3 separate regions of the Zea mays genome follow, and regions 2 and 3 are each linked to region 1. The links are chromatin contacts, called in public Hi-C maps. All regions are on one chromosome and are shown on one strand. The core of a region is the stretch at or near the end of the contact, and the rest is flanking DNA. Distances in the headings are between cores, read along the strand shown. Region 1 holds the start of LOC103637620 (carotene epsilon-monooxygenase, chloroplastic). Region 2 holds the start of LOC103637617 (putative magnesium transporter MRS2-G). Region 3 holds the start of LOC100282947 (DNA-binding protein HEXBP).

Region 1 (4,245 bases), core at 1,123-3,622:
TTAGCAGCCTTCTTCTGCTCAAAGAGCTTCTCCTCTTCAGTGAGCTTCGTCTCAGCAGCAACTTTCTTGTCTTGAGACATCTTATCTTCGGAAATGACGAAAATGTGTCCTTCAAACCGAAGCTTAGAAAGCCTGAGAAACTAAGCAAGCGTTGGTGAGCAAGAGCTATAAAATTGAGCAAACAAAGCAAGTGGCACAAACAGTGTACCAAATCTAGTCAGGGTGAGTTCTTATCTATACGCTCGGCGCGCTCCAAATTAGAGGGTCCCGCCTATCATTGACTGTTGCTATTCTAGCAAAGGGAAGGTGTTTTTTCGGACCTTCTGCTTAAGGCCTTCGTCCATGTCGCAGTCTGAATTCGTTATCCTAAACAAATTAATACTGCGAGGGGCTACTGTTGGGGGCCTTCGTCCTCCGAAGGTCCTCAAAAACGTAATTTAACAATATCTTCCAAGCATGGCTTATGGACAGGTACCTTCAGACTCAAGATAAAAGCATACACGATGGGAAGAGCATAATCATGACGAAGGTCACCGTTGCTCCGAAGCTACGCGCAAGGGAGCTTCGGCTCAATCGCGAAAAAAGGAACCGACTTAAAGGGAAAATGCTATCTAGTCCTCATAGATTTGTCTATAAGTCAATAATAAGTGTAAAGGGCACGAGTGTAATTTCTCACAGGCTGCGCCCTGTGTCTATAAATAGATGAACAGTACACCCGTACTGTTCACGCTGACTGGTATTTGCTTTTGCGTCACGCTTGTACTCTTTTGCCTTCTGACAAGCCGAAGGTACTTTTGTAATTCAATATTGTTCCTGCTTTTCCATGATTATATAATAAGAGTGAATTAACAGTGTTATACGATCACTTATGATTGTTTCCTATATATCATACGCTTCTTCTTTTATTTAACACATATTGCGATGATGAAGGTATATCATTCATGACCTTCGTCTGAAGATCATTATATTCTAAGTGAAATAATGTTTTGTAGAACGAAGGGCATTAACGTTTAATATTTTGTGTTGCCTTGTTCTTAATTCATAGTATTTGAGAACAAGTCTCCAACACCGGTAGTAATTAAGTTATATTTACAGAGTTTAAGCCTTTTCATGTTTAGCAGCAACACAAAAATTTATGAATCATTAGCCAAGTTACTTATTAAAAAATAATTACTATTGTATATTAATCATTTTTGCGCAAAATAAAGAATGAATCAAATTTTGTGTCGGGTGTGGGTCACCCGCGGGTTGAAATAGAAACCCGCATCCACACCAAGGAAACTTCAAATCAAGTGCGGATTGCACCAGCGGGTCAGAATCTTCACCCGTACTCACACTCGTCAGATTTCAGATTTGTGAGTTAAATTGCCATCCTAGAAGAATTAGAGAAGAAGGGAAAAAGATATAAAAAGAAAGAAATACTAAAAAAAGAAAAGGAAAACAATCCACTGGTGCCTGGCAAACGGAATAGTCGAATAGACATCAACGCATGCAACATGCTTCTCTCTAATCTCTCGCCAAAATAAGAAAAAAAGTATTACTGATAACAGGCCACCATATTAAGGAATAACGTCTAGCAAAAAATTTAACAAGAGTGCTCGGCGGCTCGGCGCGTGATTTCGTCAGGCCGTTCGAACGGGAACATTTCGGCGCCTCGTCTCCGTTCGAACGGCGAGAATATTGCCGCTATACCTCCGCCGCAAGGATCGGAGGCTTTGGGTAAAAATGACGGGCAGGGCATCCTATGTTCAGAAAATCGCTGTCTCAGAAGTCAGAGTCTTTATGGATGAAAACTCTTTGGTTTTGCTGTCTAATATCTGTATCTTTCGTATTGGGCCGTATTGTATGCTGGGCTGCATCGTAGCCGACGCCGCGGCCTACGTGACACCGCACATCAGGAAGACTGCTAGTCCAAAGCCACTGCAAAATTTAACGGAAACTCACGGGCTCCACTCCATGAGACTAACTGCAAGTCTGCAACGCAGCCCCTACGCAGGCTCCTCCCCTTGCATGCCGCCTATAGGCACTCTACGACCGCAGCGGTGCCCCCTACAGCGTCCATATGCGTCGGCCCTCTTCTCTCTCCCCCAGATCTAGCGTGTCACTGTTCATCACTCTAAACACTATGCTGTGTGTCCACGAGTAATTGTTAGTAAAAAAAATTGATAATTGATATAGAAAATAATATTTTATAGTTGTAGTGGAGTATAGGGGAGTATTTAGGGGAAACCGCTGCGGGAGATTAAAAAATAGGAGAAAAAATAGAGGGAAAAATGATATTGAGGAAAAAATTTAGAGGTAACGGTTGCGAATAGCCTGACAACTGAACTGACACTTCCCTTTCCCAACCACTTCCTCGGGGGCCCACCACAACATATCCCCCAATTCCCCCTTCCCCTCCAACGGCCAACGGCTGCTCCTCCTCCTCTCAGGCTCTCACACCAATCCCCACTCTCCCTCCTTCCGTAATTGCGTCTCTCACCACCTCGGCAACTCCAATCCCAAACGGCCACACCCTAGCTGGTCTGGTGGCATCGGCCGGCACACGGCGATGCCTGCCACGGTCTTCGCCTCCCCCTCCATCGCCGCGTCGCCGTCGCCGTCGCTGTCTCCGTGGTCCCCACGTCCGCCTCCTCGTCGCGTCCACGTCCGTGTCCGCGTCCGCCCGCCCCCGCCGAGAAGCGGAAGCAGCGGGGGCGACGAGCCCTCTACTGCCACCCCGTGGGCGAGCCCCGACTGGCTCACGTCTCTCTCGCGCGCGGTCGGCCGGAGCGGCGGCGACGACTCGGGGATCCCCGTCGCGTCCGCCAAGCTCGATGATGTGCGGGACCTCCTCGGCGGCGCGCTCTTCCTGCCGCTCTTCAAGTGGTTCCGCGAGGAAGGGCCCGTGTACCGCCTTGCCGCGGGGCCACAGGACTTTGTCATCGTCAGCGACCCCGCCGTCGCCAGGCACGTGCTGCGTGGGTACGGCTCGCGCTACGCTAAGGGACTAGTCGCTGAAGTCTCCGAGTTCCTCTTCGGCTCCGGCTTCGCCATCGCAGAAGGCGACTTATGGACGGTGCGTTCTCTGTCTCTCTTCCTGCTCTATGCTTAGTTCAGTGACTTTCTTAGTTACTTACTAGTTAGTTGCCCGTGCGTTGCAACGGTATTTATATATCATATTTGACCGATCTATCTTTTGTATAACACAAAGAAACATGAGCTACAGAGGTAGAGGATGGGCACTCTGATCCAAACGACCACGATTTGATCCTAGCATCCTCCATTTTTTCAACAAAAATCACGCTTTAAAGGTATAGAGAGAGATAGTTGTTTCCTCAGTCTACACACACTCGATAAATCAGCCACTTGTTCAATACGAGAAGACCCCAAAAGAGGGTTGTCATCCTTCAAGCGAGCAACTGAAAAGAAACAGAGACATGTCGTCAGCAGCGAAAAAACAAGAAATAATTAAATTGGAAAGCATGGATATATATACCATAGCGTGCAATAGCATTACTCTAAAAAACATGGCCATTAGAGCAACTCCAAAAGTTCCCTTAAAAATTGTTCGCCAAAACTTGTGATTGGGGGCTGTTAGAAAAAAATTCCTAAAAAGATGTAAACCTACACCAGAATGTTAATAACTTCCCTGAAAATTTTTAAAACTAAAAACTGGGCTACAACAAGCTGTATTGGGCCACCGAAGGCTGTTCGGCTGACTCATTTCCCCAGCCCCTCCCCTTCTGTTGATTCAGTATCAGACAATAGGGATACAGGTACAAATGAACACACATGTTGCTAGGAAAACAAATGATAAGTGATTCTACAGATGCTTAAAGGTTGCCAGGAACACACAAGTTTCCAGGGAACACCTTATCAACAGTTCTAGCTGACGTTGAGTTAGCTCTAGCTCATCCTTCTATAGAACTTATATGCATTTTATCTATCTTCCCCTTTGTGTTGTAAGGGAAAAAAGAATTGTTCTTCCCATTAACGTAACAAAACAATTCTCAGGGCACAACTTAGTTGAAGGTTGAGATAAAGAACTGCATACTGTTGGCTGTGTGCTCCATTGCTACAGAAGAGAACACGGAAAGGTCCAGTTAGTTTCGATTCAAAGCCGACAATTAGGTTTTGGGATGCATTTTGGTCGCCTCTTGGAGGTGCTCTTAGGAGTCTCCAGAACAGGAACCTGAAGATAAATTGTTAGTTCGTGAACCAAAAGTATTCAAAGATCCTAAAAGAACTTGCTGATTTTAACGA
Region 2 (4,245 bases), core at 840-3,339, 850 kb before region 1:
CAAGCACAACAGAAACACTCAGCAGCTCACCACAATATGATGTAAACAATAAGCTCAAGAGAGAACGAAAAAGAACCCTACAGTTTATACCAAAAACCAAATTGCAATGGCTTATTTCTATTTGTCTTCCTGCAGCTAAAATTAATCATGCCTCCTTTACCAATCCACATGGATACACAACTGTAAGTACATCAAGCAATTCTTTTTGCATGAGCATAAAGACAGATAAGAAGATCAGAGCAAACAGTCAAGCTGGATTCGTTTGTGACTCTATGCACAAAGCAACTAAAACTACAACAATTCACATCATGAGGCAATCTAAGCAGCACAGTCATAAATAGGCAAGGTATACAGGCTGTTTGAAGAACTCAACCATACCTCCATTTTTGCAAATAGAATAGACTGTTGGAAACCAATTAATTAGGATTATCTTAGTAATATAATGCAATGGCCTTTTGATCAACAAAATTGACATGCGACAATAAGAAACAACCATGGTTATACACTGTTCAAATTCAGGTAGATTGAGGAATTAAGCACACATAGTCTTTCTTTAATGATACCTTTTGCACACGGGCAAGCAAACGGGTAAGATGACTCTTAAGGCTCCGCACTCGCTCAAGGTTCCTTGTGCTCACATTCTTTGTCAGTTCGTCAAGCACTGGAGTAGCATGCCTCTCAAGGTCATCAACGCTAAGGTCCAACGATGAGCACACAATCTCGAGCGCGACCTCCAGCACATGGAACTCAAATGGAAACTCATGCTCTGCCCCGGTCGCCTCATTAAGACGGGGCACCTGGCCTCCATGCGAGCCCCCCTGTTTTTCTCCATTGCCATCAGGGGCACATTCACCATTCCCACCCACAAGGCTCCTCAGAGGCAGGTGCTGCCTCAATTGATCAACGAAAGGGAGCACTTCGTGCATGAGAGGGTCCAACAGGAGCACCTCCTCGGCAGTAACTATCGCTCTGATGAATTCGAGGTTGATCACCATTGTCTTCTCCCTAGCTGCAGAATAAATCGTTGTTAATTACTTGTACAATACCAAAGTTTTGCGTCTTCTTGCTTTTATCACCACAAAAGAAGGACCGAATATTAAATAGGGCAGGGAGAAGGGGGTGTGCTCACCGAGGATGCTGGAGGAGCGAGAGAATACGGGACCAAGGATCCGTAGGTCGCGCGAGGGAAGGCCAGCGCGGCGGATTATGGTGGCCTTGTCGAGCTCGACGACCTCGGAGGCACCCCAGCGGTCCAGCCGCATCCACAGGCGCGCGCCGGGCTTCTTCTTGGTGATCTTCCCCGACAAGGCACCCCCGGCGCCCGCGGTGACTGAGAGGGGAGAGGGCGGCTGGGCGGTCTGCCCCGCCGCTGCAGAGTCCGGGGTCGCGGACGGCGAGGCGGCGGTGGGGGAGGCGAGAAGAGCCCTCGTCGCGTTGTCCTGCTTGGAGGGGGAAGGGAGGCGACGCCCGGAGCGATTCCGCTTGGAGGAGGACGAGGAGGATCTGGTGAAGAACGGAAGCTTCCGGCCGCCGGATCGCTTCCCCATGGCGTTGCGGCGGCGGCGTGCCGCGGCACCGGCACGGTCCACGGGGGTGAATGGGTCGGACGGCGGGTTCTGTCGTCGTGGTCGAACTCCAAATCTGTGGTAGACGAGTGGGCCGGTCAGGGCCAACCGCTCGTGAGAGGAAGCCCTAGGATGCTGGTCGGACGGTTGAAATTGCGTGCAGCGTCAACGCGCCAAGTTGCCGCGCTGGCGCTTGCCGCGAAAGAGAGACCACTATCCAGAAGCGAAGATAATATCTTCGTCTTCCCCCTTCTCGCCGATGGCTGCAACACCCACTGCCGCCGTTTTGCTCGCGCGCCCGCTCATCGCACTCTCCAGTGCTTTCACCTCCCCTCATCGTGCGCGGGTGCCGAGCGATCCCTCCTCCATCTCGGTGCCGCCACTGAGGAGTCGATGGTGCCAGTGGCGCGGCCCGCTCCGATCGCTGCCCCCCGAAGGTAAGATGCTTGGTGTGGTGGCGAAGGCTGCGCGCTTCAGCTAGTTTGGCAGTACTCGGTTTCGGTTCACTTGTGTGATGATACCCGTGCGTCTCAGGAGCTCCGGCCGAGCTGATGGAAGAGGACTCCAAGTTTGTGCCGTTGAACGCGGACGATCCCATGTACGGCCCACCGGTGAGTTGCGCCTCGCAGACGCAGTTGTTCTAAATCGTTGCATGCCTGTCATGTGACTACGTGGAAACACTGAAATTACAGTATATCATGCTCTTATATGTGGATTTCAGGCGCTACTGCTCATCGGATTTGAGAAAGGCGAAACTGTCACGGTTAGTGATGTCAATGTGCAGAGCATTAGTATTTTTCTCCATTTTTGCACTATTACATTTAAATGAACCAAAACGCTTCAATGGTGGCGCTCACTGCTCAGTAGTTGTTTTAGGGAAAAAAAAGAAAAAGAAAAAAAGGATACTACCTCCTCCTCCGCCTTGAAAAGGATGCAATTCTAGCTCTGTACTTTTAGTCAAATCATTTAAAGTTTGACGAAATTCATACTTAGTACTGGAATACTCCTATACGACACCAAATAGATATATTGATGATGGATCTAATAATACTTTTTTGATATCATAAATATTGAGAGGTTTTTTTGTATAAACTTGATAAACTCTAGATGTTTCGTATAAACTTGGTCAAACGCTAGAACTGCATTCTTTTCAGGACAGAGGGAGTGATATTTGGTAGTACAGTTGAAAACAATCACACATAGGGCTGTGCTTCGTTAGATTCCACCAAGCACATGGCCTCCCTGTATATCGTGTACCCAAGTTCTAGATACTCTATATGCCCCAGGTGTACTTTTTGGTGCCAAATTTCTCATGTTGTCATGTAGGCATCTGCTCAGAAACCTGAACATTTCATGTTTAAAGAAGTTGTAGAAAAAATATTATGTCTTGCATTTAGTGACATAGGCAGTAGTAAAAAAATTGTGTTGTGCTGCCAGTTCCAACTTATGTGAGTTCCACAATTTGTGCAGATTCAGGCCTTCCTGAAAGAGCTTGAAGGTGAATTCCTCAAGGCAAGTCATGCATCGGCTGTCACTGACATATGCAAGAATGCTCTATCCATATACATGTTGATTAGAGTGATCAAGTCACTTGTTTATTTTTTATTCCATATACTGTCAGCAAACTAGAGCAATCTTTTACAATTTTGCCATTGATAAGTTATTATTCTGCCTAGGTTAGCTGTCAGTTTTCTATGATAGAGAAAATTAGTTCTACTATATGTTTTTTTCTCGAACGAGATGAGCAAATGTTGGAGAATTCTGCTATACGTTATTGCAGATGGTACATGAACTGAAAAAAAATATGTGCACTCTCTAACAAGAAAAAAAGTGAAATAAATTTGAGTTCAATGGACAAGGCTTTACTTTATTCGTGCTGTGTTGTAAAAAATGTCAACAACAGTACACTCACTAAGTCACTAGCAATATAATTCACTTTATACCAGTATTCTTTATATTGCCTTTCTCTTGTTTTTGTCCTTAGTGTGATTGCAATTTTTAGTTGGTAGAAGCAACCCTGAAAGTTCATCAAAGTCTGTTTGATTTTGTTCTTACAACACTTTTAGCTTGACTCAGGTGATCCATTGTACAGAGGAGATGACAAAGCAAACCTTATGGGATGCCATGCACACTGAGCAGCCTGATTTGGAAGCTGTCAAGGTTTGCATCAAAGACGCATATACCTATTTTTTTTAGCCTTTAGTATGCTAGTGCATATACCTGTGCAAAGAATTTAGTTTACGGATATTAAGTGGTATTTTATCCCCTACTCTTAAATTTTTACCTAGAACTCTAGCTATGGCGCATGTCCAATTCACAGATTGCAGGACCACTGCCAAGGATATGCATATTTTCTGGTCTAACTGGCGAGGAGATGATGATGTTCATCAACGCCTTCCCAGAAACCGGTAAGTTAGAGGTGTTAAAGTGTATAAGTGAATTGTTTATCTTTACCTAACTACTTAATATTTTGGGTTGAACAGGTTAGTATGTCCACTCTAATATGATATCAAAGCCTGTCTCGAATTTGAATTATGGAAGAGGCTTTATTTGTATTCTCGTCCCTTTATTTCCACATTTCTCTCTGGCTGCACGTGAGTGAGTAGAGGTGCTAAAGTGTATAATTGGATTGTCTACTTTCATCTAATAGCTTAAATTTTTAGGTTGAACTGGTTACCAC
Region 3 (4,245 bases), core at 526-3,025, 660 kb before region 1:
GTTAGCTTTTAGTTGGCAACATGGATTTGAATTTTTCAAAGTACAATCTCACAGATTTGAACTTACAAAGTTATATTAATATTAATACTACCTCTACCCTGCAAAGAGTGGCGTTTTGGTTTTATCTTAAACGAAATGTTTTATGCTTGACCAAGTTTATATAGAAGATTATCCACATTTATGACAAACCAGAATAGAGTTACTATTTTCAATTGTTTTCACTTGTCTCTGGCCATACTTCACTAGTTCACTGCAGAATAGAGTATTATATCAGTATCATTGGTATGCATTATATAATTTTATCTGGTCGTTACTAGCTTACTGCTACAGTGCTACTCTCATTTGTTCTTGGTTAACCTATCTGACTGAGTTCTTGCTCTGCTAAATTGTTCAGAAAATCGTTACTCTATGTCTATTCTACATTTTTCCGAGTACTAGTTATTTTCATGCTGTACTAGTATATTATTTTTAAAATGTATGGTGATCAGATTAATTTGAGGTTTTTCCCTGTGATATTAAGTCCATTTTATTTGGATAAATATCCTAGTGTCTAGTGCTACTGCTAAATTGATACTTTCAGAGTTTTTGTAATTTAGTAATTCTCAATTTTAGCAGAAATTTTCCGTGGACAGTATTCTGGAAGAACTTAACACAGAGCTATTTATCCATATATGTTCAGCGGTCAAGCAAAACTTTGTTTTTCACTTTTCCGAGTACAAGGAAAAAAACATGTTTTCATCCAGCATTCTTTTTTTATGTACTGATATAGCACCGATTAAATTTTCTATTTGAGGAGGACTGATTTAATATTGCTTAGGCCCCAAAACGAAATCGTCTTGAAATCCTTTATTGTTAGTATCTCAATAGTGGTGTGCTCTTTGCAAAACGCAATTCGTGAAGTTTTCAGTGATCATTATTTTTACTCTAACAAATGCTTTATTTATCTTCGTTTTTGCAGTTCAGTGTTCCTTAGTGACCACTTTTGATGGATTCATTTGTGCTCTCAGTCTCTCACAGTGCAGATGCTGCTTCATAGCCCACCTCTCAGCTTCAGCGGGAGAGCAAGTTTGGTATATTGACCAAGTTACTGAGTGTTGGGCCTAACTAGACACAAATTTCTAGTGTATTACTGAGTCAAAGTTGTCTCTGTATACGTGATACTCGCTCAGTATCTTATTATGCAAGAGAAATAATATATCTTGTTTACTACACTGATTTTATCATGTACATAGTCAAATGGTCTAAAACTTGCCTCAGCCATGAGCCAAATATTGAAATACATGCAAATCCATAACAATCGAAACCTATCCCAAATTGGCAATCAAACAAAATGGATTATGTCCTTCCAGGCAGGAGGGGTTTGGGTGGTGGGAGAGGGATCGCCCAACCCCCCTCTGGATTGATTCTCCTGTAGAATGTATTGTATTTGTACCCCTAACTTGTTTAACAAAACCTAGAGAGACATGGTACACAAGATATTTTTTGCAAAAAGTTCGAAGTTTTCAGGCACCGAATAGACAAATGCATTCAGATTTAAGTTAGGGTTTAGGTGCTCCGTTTCACACAGCGGGAACGGAAGAGAAGGGTAAGAATACCTGGCGGGTGCTCGTCGCCCGGCGAATAGACTGACGAAGATGAAGGGCCCGTCCCTCGGGACCTGGCGTAGCCGCCTAGGGCGTCGGCGTCGGGGGGTGAGGGTGAGGGGGCGGGGGCGGTACTCCACACAGTCGTCGCAACGAGAGAGAGAACGAGGGGGACGGGGTGAACGGAATGGATTCGGGACGGGGCATGCGGCGGTAGCCCAGTCCGAGGGTTCGGCTCGGCCGACGGACACGGAGAGCTCACCACGGCCCACGGGCCTTGTCCTGGGCCGTTTCGCGTTTTCTTTTTTAGCAATTTCTCTTTTTCTGATCTCTTTTTAATTTCTATTCTTCTTGATTCTGTGTTTATTATCTTAGTATGACATTTCAAAATGTTCCAGTGTCTAGTGATACATTGGTTTCAAATAAAACAAACAAAAAATATATTTAATAGTGCATTATAAATAAGCAAACGGAACATTTTTATTTTATATTTATTAAGGTTGAACCTTTTATCAAATCTCGAAAACATTTTCGATTGAATGTAGAAAAGGTTTATCCGTAACTAGAAATAGTATTTTGTGCTTGATAATTTACAAGTTAATGACTAATATTACCTTCGTTTTCGAATATTTGTCTCGCTAGTTTATTTTTGAACTAAACGACGACAAATAAAAAAACGGAGAGAGTACTTCGGTACTAAATATGGAACGGCGGGTTCCCGTAAAACAAGAATATAGTTATGGTAATTACCACATATAGACTTTTTTGAGTGGTTACTTTAGAATATGAATGATTATGACTCCACTTAACTCGAGCTTGATTCATCGCACTTAGCTTCATGACATTAATATGAATGATTATGACTCCACTTAACTCGAGCTTGATTCATCGCACTTAGCTTCATGACATTATCTTATATTCTTCATATGTGAGCCAAATCTTTGAATACTTAAACCAACTCTTCACACATTCGGATGGTCATAGAATGTTTCCATCTTTTGTCTCTTGGTTTGAAGTCTGCAAAGGAAGCTAATCTTGCTTGTTGTCGAAGTACGAATTGATACTAACCACATCTGTATTTTGTCTTTTCACCGAAGATTGTGCATTTTACAGTTGATGCCTGGTTGTATTAGGCAGGCTGTCAGGGGTTGCATCCAGTTAGCTAGGAGTGCTTGTTTGGTTTCATGTGTAAAATTTCCTACATAGCACGATGCCTTGTTTGTTTGGTTCCCTGCATAACAGAATGTGGTCTACTATTGTACAGTGGTGGTGAGTTTACCAACCACAAGTCGTTCAAGGTTCAAAACACAAGCAAGTATTATTTCACCACATGGATGATCATGTTAATAGTGGCACAATTAATCATACACAAAGCAGACTTCTCTTGATTACTAGTGCCATAATTGTTCTACAACAATAAGTACTTATTTCTAATTAAAAGTGACATACAAGGCCTCACTTAATGTTCGCACCCTCACTTAATTAAAAAGGGACATGTATAGTGAGGTGTGGTTACATCAGTAAATAAAGGAGCAAAAGAATGACACTATGACAGTACTCTGAACAATGATAACTATATCCTTCCAACTACACAAACCATCTCTTGATTACTAGGCGGTGTAGCAACATGCTTGTAGTAATGTTTTCCAAGTTCATCACTTCGACTATGCATATATGAATTGAATGCAATTCTTGCTTCATGCTCACTAGCATACTTTAGGAATGCGGCCTTCCATAACCCACATTTTGGTCATTACAAGTGGCCCAATCATTGTAAACCCCATGTTTTCTTCCTTGAAATAAATACCACATAGTATGCCGAACAACTGTAGTCCTCTTTGCACTGCTAAAGGCAGGCACAAGTGCTAGTGCAGACTACCAAACAATCCTAGTTGCACATCCATAGCCTACATAATAGACTGGATAGCCTACCAAACACCCCATAGTGACCAAGATTAATACATTTCTTACTTCGCTATGATGACATCAGGATGATAGGGTGCGTTTCTCTACGGCCGTTCTTGCTCTATGCTTGTGGATCATGGGTGGATATTGTGTTTGTTGGTTTGTCTGTTGTTTGTTCTTTTGGGACAATTCTCCGTATGTCACTGAAATTCTATCTAGTACTCTATTTGTCATCATAAATATTAATATATCATAATATCTTCTACATTATTCGGTTCCATCCCCAGTGGCATAGAAGAGATTATGACATGCATTTTTTTATCCTTCTATGTCACTGACGATGGCATGAAAAGGGTACAAAATTACACCTGAGTAGCATAGAAGGAATTAGGATATTTACAATAGTAAATAAGATACTGGATGTAATTAATGTGGTATACAAAGAATTTTCTCTTGTTCTTTTATCATGCGATTATGCATTATCATAATTTAACAATTGTGGAAGCATGGTAGGCCTCAAAGCACTGATGTAGATTCTTCATTACATGGTCATATGAAGCTGACATTTGCACAAACAAAGAGTGGAATACAACCAATAATTTTTCATGTATATAGCGGTCATGGAGTCTTTAAGCAAATCATGTAGCTTTTTACGAATGGCTTAGAGCAACTCCAACGGAAAAATGTAAACCAACCCAAAACAAATATTAGGGAAGAAAAAATATTTTTCTTGCTCCAACAGCTTCCTCATTCTTTC

What was found. A called contact is a pair of places that touch in the nucleus more often than the background predicts.
Region 2: a Hi-C map of ear shows a contact between it and region 1, with 1.9 times the contacts expected there. The contact joins the promoter of LOC103637617 here to the promoter of LOC103637620 in region 1. A contact is called at or near these places in 2 of 25 Hi-C or Micro-C datasets (ear and tassel).
Region 3: a Hi-C map of ear shows a contact between it and region 1, with 6 times the contacts expected there. The contact joins the promoter of LOC100282947 here to the promoter of LOC103637620 in region 1. A contact is called at or near these places in 2 of 25 Hi-C or Micro-C datasets (ear and tassel).

The regions. Positions count from the first base shown.
Region 1 is chr1:87,878,659-87,882,903 of Zm-B73-REFERENCE-NAM-5.0, forward strand. LOC103637620 (carotene epsilon-monooxygenase, chloroplastic) reads left to right here and starts at 2,373. Exons shown (of 10, transcript XM_008659899.4): 1 at 2,373-3,058. The coding sequence starts at 2,552.
Region 2 is chr1:87,024,273-87,028,517 of Zm-B73-REFERENCE-NAM-5.0, forward strand. LOC103637617 (putative magnesium transporter MRS2-G) reads right to left here and starts at 2,090. Exons shown (of 4, transcript XM_008659876.3): 1 at 1,130-2,090; 2 at 564-1,009. The coding sequence starts at 1,547. LOC100278262 reads left to right here and starts at 1,797. Exons shown (of 8, transcript NM_001151594.1): 1 at 1,797-2,002; 2 at 2,100-2,176; 3 at 2,287-2,328; 4 at 3,036-3,077; 5 at 3,642-3,725; 6 at 3,886-3,973. The coding sequence starts at 1,825.
Region 3 is chr1:87,218,818-87,223,062 of Zm-B73-REFERENCE-NAM-5.0, forward strand. LOC100282947 (DNA-binding protein HEXBP) reads right to left here and starts at 1,776. Exons shown (of 4, transcript NM_001155852.1): 1 at 1,596-1,776.